2 separate regions of the Sus scrofa genome follow, and region 2 is linked to region 1. A link is a contact called in public HiChIP or PLAC-seq data. All regions are on one chromosome and are shown on one strand. The core of a region is the stretch at or near the end of the contact, and the rest is flanking DNA. Distances in the headings are between cores, read along the strand shown. Region 1 holds the start of EXOC3 (exocyst complex component 3). Region 2 holds the start of PDCD6 (programmed cell death protein 6).

Evidence for each region. HiChIP or PLAC-seq counts read pairs in DNA pulled down with a chosen protein or histone mark.
Region 2: a contact with region 1 is called in an H3K27ac HiChIP or PLAC-seq map of alveolar macrophages. The contact joins the promoter of PDCD6 here to the promoter of EXOC3 in region 1. A contact is called at or near these places in 1 of 5 promoter capture datasets (liver), 4 of 47 Hi-C or Micro-C datasets (blood, embryonic fibroblasts, epiblast stem cells and 1 more) and 1 of 2 datasets of contacts at active chromatin or transcription factors (alveolar macrophages).

Annotation. Positions count from the first base shown.
Region 1 is chr16:79,726,166-79,732,385 of Sscrofa11.1, reverse strand. EXOC3 (exocyst complex component 3) reads left to right here and starts at 2,114. Exons shown (of 13, transcript XM_021077064.1): 1 at 2,114-2,362; 2 at 3,496-3,686; 3 at 5,872-6,091. The coding sequence starts at 3,543. It overlaps AHRR (aryl hydrocarbon receptor repressor), which reads left to right. Exons shown (of 11, transcript XM_021077068.1): 11 at 1-1,466.
Region 2 is chr16:79,829,864-79,836,221 of Sscrofa11.1, reverse strand. It overlaps PDCD6 (programmed cell death protein 6), which reads left to right and starts at 3,950. Exons shown (of 6, transcript XM_021076934.1): 1 at 3,950-4,128; 2 at 5,072-5,133. The coding sequence starts at 4,034.

The DNA of each region.
Region 1 (6,220 bases), core at 865-3,364:
CCCCCGGACTGACAGAGGTTAACCACCAGAACCCGGTGTTGGGAGTGGTCAATTCGTGGCCCCTGGGAACCCCAAGCCCTGCCTAGCAGCCTCTTCTTCTCTGCCCAGCCCACGGGGGCCTTGCAAAAGTGACATTGGTGCTGTGCTGTCCCCACTGTCATCGTCAAAGTCTTCCCCTCGCCTGTTACGATGGCAGCATGGCGACCTGTCCCAACCCCGCTTCCTGCTCTTACCCACACTGGCTCAGCGTCCCTCCCCTCTGCTTAATGTCACACTGAGCACGGCACACCTCCTTGTAGATCTAACCCCTAGGACAAGTTGTGGGATGCCGGAAACTTCCTCCTTTCTTCTGGTTCAAACCAAGGCTCCGCTCCTCATGGAAGCCCTGTACCACACCTCAACAGCAGCGCTCAGCCCCTTTGGAGCCCCTCCGTGATGGCTCACCAGGTCCATGCCCTCAGGCTCACTCTTCTCACCAGGCTAGGCCAGTGTGGCAAGTCCTGGGATATCCTGGGGCAGCCCTGCACCTGACACCACACTTCCCTGTCTCAGGGCGCAATAGACAGGTGGTGCCACACGCATGTACCAAATGCATCACCCGGAAAACCCCGGACTGAAAAGATGGAATTGAGAGACATCATTGCACGTTTGCACACTGTTGCCAGATCCCCGCATAACCGAAGAGCTGCAGGCGTGAGCCTCGCGTGAGGAGGAGTCTTTCTGAAGGACACACAGCCACCCCTGCCCACAAGGGCTGTGGCACCCAAGCCATGTTCCTGGAGGTTCAGAGCACCCATCTGTGGCCACTCCCCTGGGACCACGTGCACCAAACTGGTCACGGTTGGTGGACAGGCAGATTAAGCCTTGTTGGTGTGGAATCAGCATCTGGACACCAGCTCTGAGGGGTTTGTGTTCTAAAGGTACCATCATGCTTGGGACCCAGGTCCTGATGTGCCCTGGTCCCTTCCTCTGCTGGGTCGGTGGCAACAAAACTTCCCCCAGTCAGCACTTTTGTGATTTTACAGCCATGCCCCTATGGAAAAATTGTGTGGGGAAGGTGATGATGGAATGTAGAAGGTCAGATCTGGCCATTTCTGTAGGCGTGGCCATTTCTGCTTTAAAATGTCATTACCAGTACTAATTACCGGCTTATATGTTTCTATTGTCTGTAGCTTTTGGCTGTGTAGCTGAGAACATATTAAAATCAAGTATACAGGAATGATATGGAAGGGAAAAGACAAACACAAATTGTATTTTATATTTTTGCAGTTTCTACTGGATGAAAAAAACTTTCAATATGGAGACTGACTCGTTGAATTTTTAAAAATTGGATGCACTATAATGTAACTTTTTGTACTTTTTCTCAGTGCCTTTAGAAAGAGCTTTCAAATGCATTTCTGATACTGTGGTTCTTGTTAAATTCGCAATATGGATGTAAAATAAATGTTAGTATGTGTCTGCTTTAAGTGGAAATGTCTTCTTGATTTTGCAAATGAAGCCCCGCCATCAGATGTTCTAGCTTTGTCTCTGCGAAGTGGTAGTGAGCTGTTCTATGTGCATTTCCTTCCTTCAGTCCATCCCCTGCTGAATACCAGGCCCTGTGATAGTGCTTAAGACACATTAGGAAAAAAAGATGGAGAAATGCGGCTGTGCTGCCGCTGACACCCCTGTGCACGTGTACAGGGGACGGGGTGCAGATAAGTGACCCAAGAGCTGGGTAAATTCTGCAACGCCTCTGGAGGGAACATGGCGGCACAGATGGAACAGCTGGGGTCTTATAGCCAAGCGGCGATTTTGTGGGAAAGGCGGCCTCTGGGCCAAGACGGGGCAGGAGGTGGAGGAGGCCCAGGGACTGGAGGCCCCGCGAGGGCGGGGGCTGGGAGGTTTGGGTTTATAGGGCCACCGCACTGGGGGACTCATACACCTGCCCCCACGTGCCCCCTGCCCCCACGAGCCCAGGCGTGTGCATGTGTGTGCTTGTGCGCCCCGTGTGTGCGGTGTGGCCTGTCTATATGTGGTGTGTGTAGGGTGTCTGCGTGCCTGTGACGTCCGTGAGAGGCGTCTCCGCGCTGGGTGTATGCGCTCGCGCTCCGCCCCTCAGGCTTCAGCCCAGCCGCCCGGTTCCCGGCTCCGCGCTCGTCCCGCAGCCCCGGCCGACTCTCGGCGGGTGCCGGTCGACAGCGGGTCCCGGTCGACAGCGGGTCCCTATCGACAGCGGGTCCCGAAATCTCCCAGCTCTGTGCACAGGGACCCGCCCAACAAAGGTCCCGCCCGCCGGGCCCACCCCCTTCCGGTCACGAGGCCGGAAGCGGAAGTGCCGGTCGCGGCTCACTTCCGGGCGGCGGCGGCGGCGGCTCGCAAGGTGAGGCCGCTGCGGGCGGGTGGCACAGTCCGGGAGTCGCGGTCCGTGGCCGCTGTCCTCTCCCCGGGCTCGGGCGGGTGCGGGCGCGGCCGGAAGGCAGTGCGGGAGGCCGTGGGAGGCCCGGGGACGGTCCGTGGAGAGGCTGACGGCGCGCCAGGCGGTGGGGAGTAGCAGGTGCAGAGCTGCGGGCGCGGCTGGGGGTCCGCGGCGGAGACGGGCGGGGAGACACGCCGGCGCCCCCCAGCCCCGTGTGTCCCGTCGTGTGCGCGGTGCCCTAGTCAGCACCGGGAGGGGAGAGACGGCGCCACAGCACATTCCGAGAGAACACGGAACGCACTCGTGTGCAGACGGGGGAGTTATTTCACAGGTCCCTCAAGGGTCTCCGCGGACCTCGCGTTGCTTTGAGAAATATCTTTGAGAAGCCGTGCGCAGAAAATGTGCATGGAAATGGACTTCAGTAGCTGAAGTCAGTCCTCTGCTTTGCCGAAAGCTCAGCAGGCGTCGCCAGCTCCCTGGCTGGCAGGTTGGAGGAGCTGGCGCTGAAGGCAGGTGTGCTTGTATGCAGCATCTGTGCTGTGTACATTGCATCTGAGCAGAGTGCCTTGTGCCCTCTCACCTCTGTTTACTAGGGCTGTTAAGCAGTAGGGAATGGAATTTTGGGTGCTACAGACAGTGATTTTGAGGGGGATCAGAGGATGGTGCTCAAACTTGAGCAGGCACGGTAAAGTGTGTGCTGTCACTGTGCCTCCATAGCTTTCCTGAGGCGTCCTGGCACCTCGGCCCCACTGGCTAGTCAGGGCTGGTGGCAATTAGAAATTGGACCTGTCCGGGGGAGATTGACATCTGAGGTGCTGAGTAGTCTGGATCCGCATGTTAATATCTTATGCTTGTAATTGCCTCTGCGCCCCTTAGGGATAACACTGGGTTCTGAAGGTTTGTGTTTCATATCAAGGAGGTCATAATCCTAGCTCAGCTGTGTTTCATGTCTATTAGATTAATGATCTCAAATGCTCTCCTTATAGCTCCACTGTGAACAACTGAATGTTACTGGAGCAGGGGGATGCTTTGTACCTGACATCTCTACCTTCCTGACACATCCTCCTCTCCTGTTCTGTCTCTGCCTGTGGACACAGGGTATCCCTAGTATGACAGGTGCAGAGATTCTGCCTGCTCTGTAACCATGAAGGAGACGGACCGGGAGGCTGTTGCAACAGCTGTCCAGAGGGTTGCCGGGATGCTCCAGCGCCCGGACCAGCTGGACAAAGTGGAGCAGTACCGCAGAAGAGAGGCCAGGAAGAAGGCCTCCGTGGAAGCCAGGCTGAAGGTATGAGACTGGAGTGGAGACTGGGGTGGCTGTGGGCGCCTGCTTCACTCTCAGGCTGGACCGAGCCTTTTGTCCCAAGTTCAGGTTCCTGCTTAGCAGAATCATTGTAATTTTGCCGAGCTGGGCTTTGTGATGCCATGAAGAGAGGCAGGCCATGGACTTTGCCTTTGTTAGTGCATCCTTTCCAACAGTTCCTTGCCAGCCGGTAGGTTTATAGAGAAGACCGTGGGAAGATTTAAAAAGCCAGAGGAACAGTCTTTTAAGCACCCAGAAGTGTCCATTTAACTATTTAAAAAAACACTTATTTACTAAAAACTTTCCTTCAGACTGTGTCCAGAGGGCATTTCGTTTGGATCCTGCTAGCACACACAGCAGGAGGCTGACTGTGTGCCAGGCACTCTGCAGGCCCTGGGATGGGAAAGAGGAGAGCTGACCACATTTACTAGAGTGTGTGAGAGTGAGGCAAGAAAGAAAGGCGGCAGCCTTTTATGATTTAGATTGGCTTTCAGCTCATTTCATGTGGAGAGATGAGGTTCTTTTAAAATAATGCACATTTGGTACAGTTATAAAAAAGTTAAGAACCTGGCCTGTTATAGTTGCCTGGCAGCACAGCAGTCTTTGCGGATTTAAGAGAATGCCTTTGATACATGTACACAATGAAATATTACTCAGCCATTAAAAGTAAAGAAAGAATGGCATTTGTAGCAACGTGGTTGGACCAAGAAAATTATCATGCCAAGTGGAGTTAGACAGTGAGACACCAATGTCATATGCTGTCACATGTGGAATTGAAAAAAGGGCACAAGGAACTTCTTTGCATAACAGACACTAACTCACTTTGAAAAACTTTCGGTTTCCAAAGGAGACAGGTTGGGGGTGGGGGGATGGGCTGGGGGTTTGGGATAGAAATGCTGTAAAATTTGGTTGTGATGATTGTTGTACACCTACAAATGGAATAAAATTCATTGAGTTAAAAACACAAAGGGAGAGAATGGCTGTGAGGAAGGTGAATCTTCCCAGCGAGGCGGCAGTGAGGCCCCCTCCAGGTGAAAAGCATTGGTAGCGTCCAGATAATGGCGAGTGTGATGAGATGGAAGGGTGATCACTCATTTGCACCAGCAAAGCATTGAAAGACCTGTTAGGCTGGCTTGAAACAGTTTCATGTCAATTTTAAAAATAGTTTAGACCTGCTACTTTTTTGTGTGTGTGCTTTTTTTAGGGCCGTACCAGTGGTATGTGGAGGCTCCCAGCTGGGGTCAAATTGGAGCCACAGCTGCCAGTCCACACCACAGCCACAGCGACGCAGAATCAGAGCTGCATCTGCGACCTACACCGCTGCTCACAACAACGCCAGATCCTTAACCCATTGAGCGAGGCCAGGGATCGAACCCGCAACCTCATGGCTCCTAGTCAGATTCATTTCTGCTGCACCACCATGGGAACTCCTAGACCTGCTGTGTTTTTATTCAGAATTTTAATCTGCTCTAGAAACTTGGGAGATTAACCACCAGCTGTCAGGAGCAATTTAGAAGCCTCGCGTGACCTGACAAAGTCACTGTAAATTATCTCTAAACGCCGCATAGACTCGTGAGTGAAAGCTGCCCCTGAGCCCTGTGGCCTGGCCCGCCCTTCCTACCCATCCACCTGCCGCTGCTCCCGTGTGTCCTTCTCCTCTGATGGCACAGTTCGCCGGCTGGCATTTCCAGGGGCCCCCAGAGCGAGTCTGCATCTCAGCTGTACCAGTTCTGTGTGGTGGGGCCAGCCCCCCTGGAGCTGAGTCCAGGTGGCAGGAAGCGCCCTCTGCTAAAGTTGATGAGCAAGTCCGGATGGTCCTGCCTCTAGTTGGCCCGCTAGGTGCCGCGGGTCGCCTGGGCGAGCGCGCACAGGGTCCTTCCAAGGGCAGCGTTAAGGGGCGGCTGCGGGACCTGCGGGGGTCTGGCGTTTTCAGGCTGAGGAGCCGGATGGGGAGTCTTGGGAGGTTTTCTAAGAAAAGCTTTCAGAGCGTTGTGGTTCTGAGGTGGCAGAGGGACGCGCTCCCTTGTGAGGCAGTGAGGTCAGCCCTGTCGAGCTTTCTCTCTTCCCGGGCATGGCCGGTGCCCTGGTACTGAGACGTCTCTTCGGACTCCGAGCCCCCGGGAAGGTCTGCCCGGCGCCCCGGCCCCGCTCAGCCCCGCGTCTTCCCTAGGCCGCCATCCAGTCGCAGCTGGACGGGGTGCGCACGGGCCTGAGCCAGCTCCACAGCGCCCTGAGCGACGTGGGCGCCATCCAGCGGTCCCTGGCGGACGTCAGCAAGGACTGGAGGCAGAGCATCAGCACCATCGAGAGCCTGCGGGATGTGAAGGAGGCGGTCGTGCGGCACAGCCAGCTCGCCGCAGCCGTGGAAAACCTCAAGAACATTTTCTCAGGTAGCCGGGCCGCGGCCGGGCCTCCTCGCCCACCTTCGCGCGCTGGGCTCTGTAGACCCGCTCGGAGGGGCTCTGCCTGCGCGGTTGGGTCCCTGTGTAGAACGTGGGCGGAGGGGCAGGTGCGTGAGC
Region 2 (6,358 bases), core at 2,701-5,200, 100 kb before region 1:
TCAACTCTGTGCTGTCCACTATTTACATTAAGTTCATTACAATTACTTAAAATTCCCATTGGTTAGCCACCCCGATCCATGTCAGGTGTCCAGCTGCGGCCACAGCAAATGGCAGATCAAAAGCAATTCTGTTGTTGCAGGAAGTTCTGTGTCCACAACACGGGTGTGGACTTTGACATGTTTGATAAATCGGCGGCTACTCTGTAAGAAGCCAGAGTTAAATAAAGACTGGAAGCTCATTGGCTTCATACTGAATTCTGGCAAGAATGTTGGTTGGAAAGGAAGTGGGGGTGTGCAGAGACCAGCTCAGCAGATGAGGGCTGAAGAACGGGTGCTGTGCAACCTAAGGAAAAAGTTAACATAAAATGAGACACAGAGACATTTATCTTAATTAAGGGTGGGAACCAGGGGACTCAAGGTCTCAGGGACCAAGGAACCACACCGCTTTTATTGTGCTCTTTAGGATGACAAGTAAGGAGGGGGTTGTAGGTGCAGGATATAGGTTTTTTTTAACTATTTTAAAAGTCACATAGCCGTAGCTGATTAAGCTTTTATTCTGACTTTAGGCATTTAATAATCATTAGCATTGAGGAAGCTTGGCATCAGCTATCTATGCATGGCATTCTAGAGAATCACCACTGTGCTTCTGCAGACTGTGTGCCTAGGTTTGTACCTCTTCTCCTTGCTAATGCATATCCTGCTAACGACCCCTCATAAACCCCTTGGGGCCGTGAGGCTCCTTTTCCTCTTATTCTTTAGATGACACAGCAGGCTGTGCAGCCAGCCTAAATGCACAGGTCTGGCGTGCCTAGACCAGCGCATTATGTCCTCATTCAGCTGATCACATGAATAACTTATGCCTTTAGGTCTTTGTTCTTAAGTCATTTACCAGCACTGTGACTGTTTTTCAAGCAGGAATATGGGGTAAAGTAAGGCAGGACAAGATGGAGTTTTCAGCATACAAAATAGAAGCAAAGAGGCTAAGAAAATATTGTAGAAACATGTCTCGCGACAGGGGTGGGGCAGAGTAAGCCTGCGCTCTGGAATTAGTGCCAGAGGCTGCAGAGAGGAAAATGACAGAAGAGAGTCCTGTGTGCAGATGCCGAGTGGTTCTGTCAAGAAAGTAAACACAGCCATGAGCCAAAGTGGCTTCCAAGGGAAAGCTGCTCAGGTGGACACTGTGTGTGTGTGTGTGTGTGCACAGAGGGTGGAAGAGAGCACGTAACCTGCACGGTCTGCCTCCGTGACTGTTTATTAAAGGCTTACTGTGTGCCGAGTCAGATGGACAAGAGAGGAGGCTGGAAAGTGATAGGGATGCCAGCACCCTATGCCTAGAGAAATTCTAAGGATAATAAGAGGCATTTTCCACTTAGCTGAGAGAAATTAGACCAAAGGAAAGGCTGGGCCAGTATTAGGGAAGTGTTAGCTTTCAGTTCATTTCTCCTCTTCTCCATCCAGAAGCACCATTTCAATGGAAAGCTTAGAACAGACCTGGTTGGGAGGGAATTGAATCCAAGATGGGCAAGGAGATAGTCGAGCACGTCAGTACTTAAGCGGCCGGGTCAGCAGAGGCGGGAGGTGATCTGCCGCTCTTTCTTGGCAGAAAGTGGTCGTTGTAGTTGCTGTACATGTTCCTAAGGTGGTGTCGGGACTCCAGGCAACACCCCCGCCCCGACCCCATGGATGGCAGCAGGCTAAGCCTTTCCTTAGAGCACAGCACAGGTGGCGTGGCCCACAAGTGAACTCGGATTAGCCTGTCAGAGCTGCAGGTTCTTAGCCTTTGGGGCTGAGATGAAAGGCAGGGACTGAGATGGCCTAGTTGTGAATGTACCAGGCTAGTCTCTGATGAATCCTAAATTCATTTGACATATATATTTGATATGTATGTATATATGTGATATAAACATTTACTCATTTGACATATATTGGAGGGGGCGATATTTTTGTTTAAACCTTCATTTTCTAAGTGAATCTCCCTTTTAAGAGTCAGCCTTGGCGTTCCCATTGTGGCTCAGTGGAAGCAAATCTGACTAGTATTCATGAGGATGCAGGTTGGATCCCTGGCCTCACTCAGTGGGTTAAGGATCTGGTGTTTCCGTGGCTGTGGTGTAGGCTGGGGGTCCCAGCTCTGATTGGACCCCTAGCCTGGGAACCTCCAGATGCCGCAGGCGCAGCCCTAAAAAAAAAAAAAAAAAAAAAAAAAATTACAAAAAAAACCCAAAGTCAGCCTTCACACCTCTGACATGATGAAGGAGAAGCACAGGCAGACCTGGGCTAGGATCTTCTTGCCTCTTCGATCTTAGGCCAGCATGGTTTTCTCATCAATAAAATGTGCTCTTTGGTACGTTTTCATGCAGTGCTGCTATGAGACTTGTGCACAGTATATTTAAACACTAGGGTAGATTCAGTAAGTTCTTCCCTTGAGTGAATCACTTCCCATTCCTAGAACTCAACAGAAAGCAGGACAGAGCACTTCTGGGCCCCACAGATGGTGCTGGCTGTGGCAGTCCAGGCAGGCTGGAGACTTGGCCAAGAATGGCTAGAGCTGTGACACTTTGGAAGGTGGTCTCAGGACTCTGGGTAACCCCCCAGCCCCACAGATGGCAACTGTCTGTGGCCAGGACTGCAGGCTAAGTCCTGCCCTAGAGCACAGCACAGTGAGATGGCCCACAGTGAGGCCCTCCGGATTCACTGGGAAGTTAATTGCTGAAGTTTCCCTGTACACACTGTACTGGAAAACTTACAAATTGGGTCACGAGATCATAGTTATTTTGTAGTGTGCCAGAGATGGAAGATAAAGATGGATTTCAGAAACTACAGATCAAAGAGTGGTGGAAAATTGTAGAAAGGATTGGTCAACAAGGGATGGGAATGCTTTAGGAGCATAAAAGTAGAAACATTTCTGCAGAAGTTCTGCTGCCATGGGTTAAGGATCTGGCACTGCCCCAGCTGTTGCTAGTATTCTATCCCTGGCCCTGGTTCCACATGCCTCTGACACGGCAGAAGAAAAGAAAAAGAAACTACTTGAATTCACTGGGTCATTAAAAAAAAAAAAAAAAAACCGCGTTGAAGAGGTTTGTAGAGGAATGCTCTATGTGTGCGTCTGAATCAGAATATCTTTTAATCTCTTCAAAGAGTTTAAAGAACTCTCCACCGTATGGTCTGAAGGTTAAAAGAGAGAGAAGAGACATGACAATACGCTGGAGAGTGACTGCGGGTCAGATACAGAGCCAGAGCGCTAACTAGCGGATTCGTGTCCAGGGAGGAACGTGTCAGGTTCCTCCCTGGTGCTCTCCGCAATCTATAAACAGGGGAGGAGGATGAAACAAGTCAGCGTGATTAGACTAGCGCTCAAAGCCCTGACAGGCTGAAACGCAGCGGGAGTGCCCTGAATCTGGGCTTCCCTGCACAGGGTGCGCTAAGGTTCAGTCGGTGTCCAGACTTAGGAGGCGGCGCCTTCCACTGGCCAAGGACACGCTGGTCGCCCATCGTGGACAGCTGGGGACATTTGGGCCCAGCCGCGGGGTGGACTCACGTGCAGGCTGGGCGAGCAGGCGGCGGGCGCTCTTAGATGCCAGAAGGGACGTCGTGTGGTCCCCGGAGACCGGCGCAGGGACGCGAGCTGGGGCGGGGCAAAAAGTGCAGAAAAGCACGGGAATGCCGGGAGCGTTCTTCCCCTCCTTCACAGTCCTTCCATGACCTCGCTTTGGTGCAGGAATGAACCATGCTCAAGGGAACCGCCTCCGCCCTTCATGTCCAACCTGCGCCTCGGGGGAAGGGACTCCCAAAGCGCGTCCTCGACCCAGGGCGGAGCCTGACCTCTGCCTCCAGTTCTGCAGTGCTCTTGGGACCCCCGCAAGCCCGTGCAAAGCGTGGGCGTTGCCTGGCAACCGGGCCGCCACAGGATTGGCCGCGCCAGCTCCGGCGACCGCCCCGGAAGTTGCGTGGACGCCCGGCCCAGTCCAGGTCGAGGCGGAAGTGGAGCCGCCCGGAGCCACCCGCGTCCCAAGGAAAACTCGCCGCACCTCGGCCCATGGCCGCCTACTCGTACCGCCCGGGCCCCGGGGCCGGCCCTGCTGCGGGCGCCGCGCTGCCTGACCAGAGCTTCCTGTGGAACGTCTTCCAGAGGTGCGACCGGCGCGCGGGCGCTTGCGGGCCTCAGTCTTGGGCCCTCCACCGCCCGGTCCCCCCAGCCTCCTTCCCGGCACCCCCCCCAGCGCCTGCTTCCACCCGCATCCTTGGCCTCTGCCCTACCTCCATCCTACCCCCGCGAGCCTTCCCTCCCCCCCGTTCCTCCGGCCTCCTCTCCGACCTCCTTTCCGGTCCTCCTGCCCCTGCTCCGTCCCACCCCCATCCTTGGCTTCCTGTCCGACCTCCTTTCTGGTCCCCCTCGGCCTCCAGTCCAGCCTCCTTCCTGCCGCTCCCGCCCCTGCTCCGTCCCTCTTCCTCTCTGAGCCCCTCCCGAGATGCCGAGTCGCCCCCGGGGGTTCGCAGCCCCCTTGTCCTGGTCCTGGGCCTCTATCCTCCTGCCTTAACAGCCCGTTCCCGCACTGGGCCTCGGGGGGATGCTTGTTTAGGAGCGCAGAAAGGCAGACTCTGACCGGGCTGCTGAAATGCTAGGAGCCAGGAAAGAAGCTGGGCCACGGCTGCTGGGCAGGTGACCGGTCACCTCAGGGCCTTCTGCTCCTAGGCGCCCTTCCAGCGAGAGAATGATCGAAACTGCAGTGACTCATGGTCGGGGAATGACTTAATTGAGAGAATCTTTAACTGTTTGTGAAAAAGAGAAAAGCTGGTGCAGGTAGAATTCTGATAGGTGGAGGGAGAAAGGCTTGAGAAAGTGGAGAACCTGCTTGGAATTCAGGAGGGGGAGTGCCTAGGACAGGGCAGGAGGCAGGCCCCCCGACTCCCCAGCCAGAGGCGGCGATGAGAAGTGGAGCAGCCGGAAGTGAAAGGCCCAGAGAAGGAGCAGCCAGAGCCAGTGTAGGAGGGGTGCAAGAAGCGAACCTTTGTGCTTGCCAGGTTTTGTTTTTCCAGCACTTTTAATTAAACCTAACTGGTCTTAATTTTGTAGGGTTGACAAAGACAGGAGCGGCGTGATATCGGACAACGAGCTTCAACAAGCACTATCCAACGGTGAGTGGCACCTGGCTGTTCCGACGCCTTGTAGTAAATAACATTCTCCTTCAGCTTCTCTTGCAAGTCATTAAGAATTCTTATCACTGGCCATGGTGGAGGAGCTTCCGGGTTGTTCTGTTGGGTGGTTTCCTGGTTGTTGCGTCAGTGCTGCTCAGAGTCCTTCCTGGTTAATGGGGCAACTGCATGGAGTTGGAAGGCTTGAGAAATGGAGGCGGGTGTTGGTTCAGAGAGCAGCAGGGAGCATCGCTTTGTACAGCAGACATCCTTCACGACCATTGCGTTTCCCTTCTGGAGAGGAACAGCAGGGTCCCCAAGGCACTGATGGGGAAGCCACTGGGGATACTGGAGGCCCTGGCGGTGTGTCCTGGGAGACACTGGTCATCCGGGCAGGATGCGAGGGTGGCAGCCCTTGGTGGCGGTACATGGGGCTCGCTTTTTGCCAGTGGCAGCGTGATTAACCCCTGGAAGTACTATTAAAGACCTTACTTCATTAAATACCCGGCTGTGTCCTCTTCTTAAACCCCTCAGGTGCCACTGTCTTTTCTGATTCTTCTGTTTGTGGTGCCCTTTAGGCCAGAAGAGGGGCTGATTTTGAGAGGCATTGCAGATGTTGAAAGGCTCATCTTTACTGCTGGGAGGCAACTTGGTGTAGGAGGCTGCCTCAAGCATCAGAGGGGAGGTGTTCCTTTATTGCTGCTGGTGGATTTGAATTTACAGGGTAATACAGGTGATGTTTTCACTAGGGGGTGTCAGTGCTGCCTCCAGCTACAGCTCAGCTGCTCCTTACAGCACATTGCTCTTCCTGCTCCGTGAGAACATAATCTTGAACTACTAGCCTGCTGGGGAGATGGAATTTTCGTGGAATTGCCCACAGGATGTTTGGTCCACCATTCCTAAGAAACTGAAATGAGAACTGGTTTAACCCGGGTGTAAGTACATAATGGCCCTCTCACAGTGGCCCTGTAGAGCCGCTTTGCCTGATTGGCCACTGCTGGGAACATGTAAAAACTTGCCCAGAAGCAGGTAGTCACTTAGCCCTGAGGGAGACAGGCGTGGCAGCCCCCAGGCTTCACTCGGGGCGGGGGGGGGGGGGGGTTCTTCTGTAGAGTGGCTGTTCTGTTTTGTTTGTGTCCTGTAAACCTCGAATCTTTAAACCAGTCTTCAAAATTTTTAGGTTAAATTTCTGCCTCGCCAGTACTGAGAGTTTAGATTTTTTTTTTTT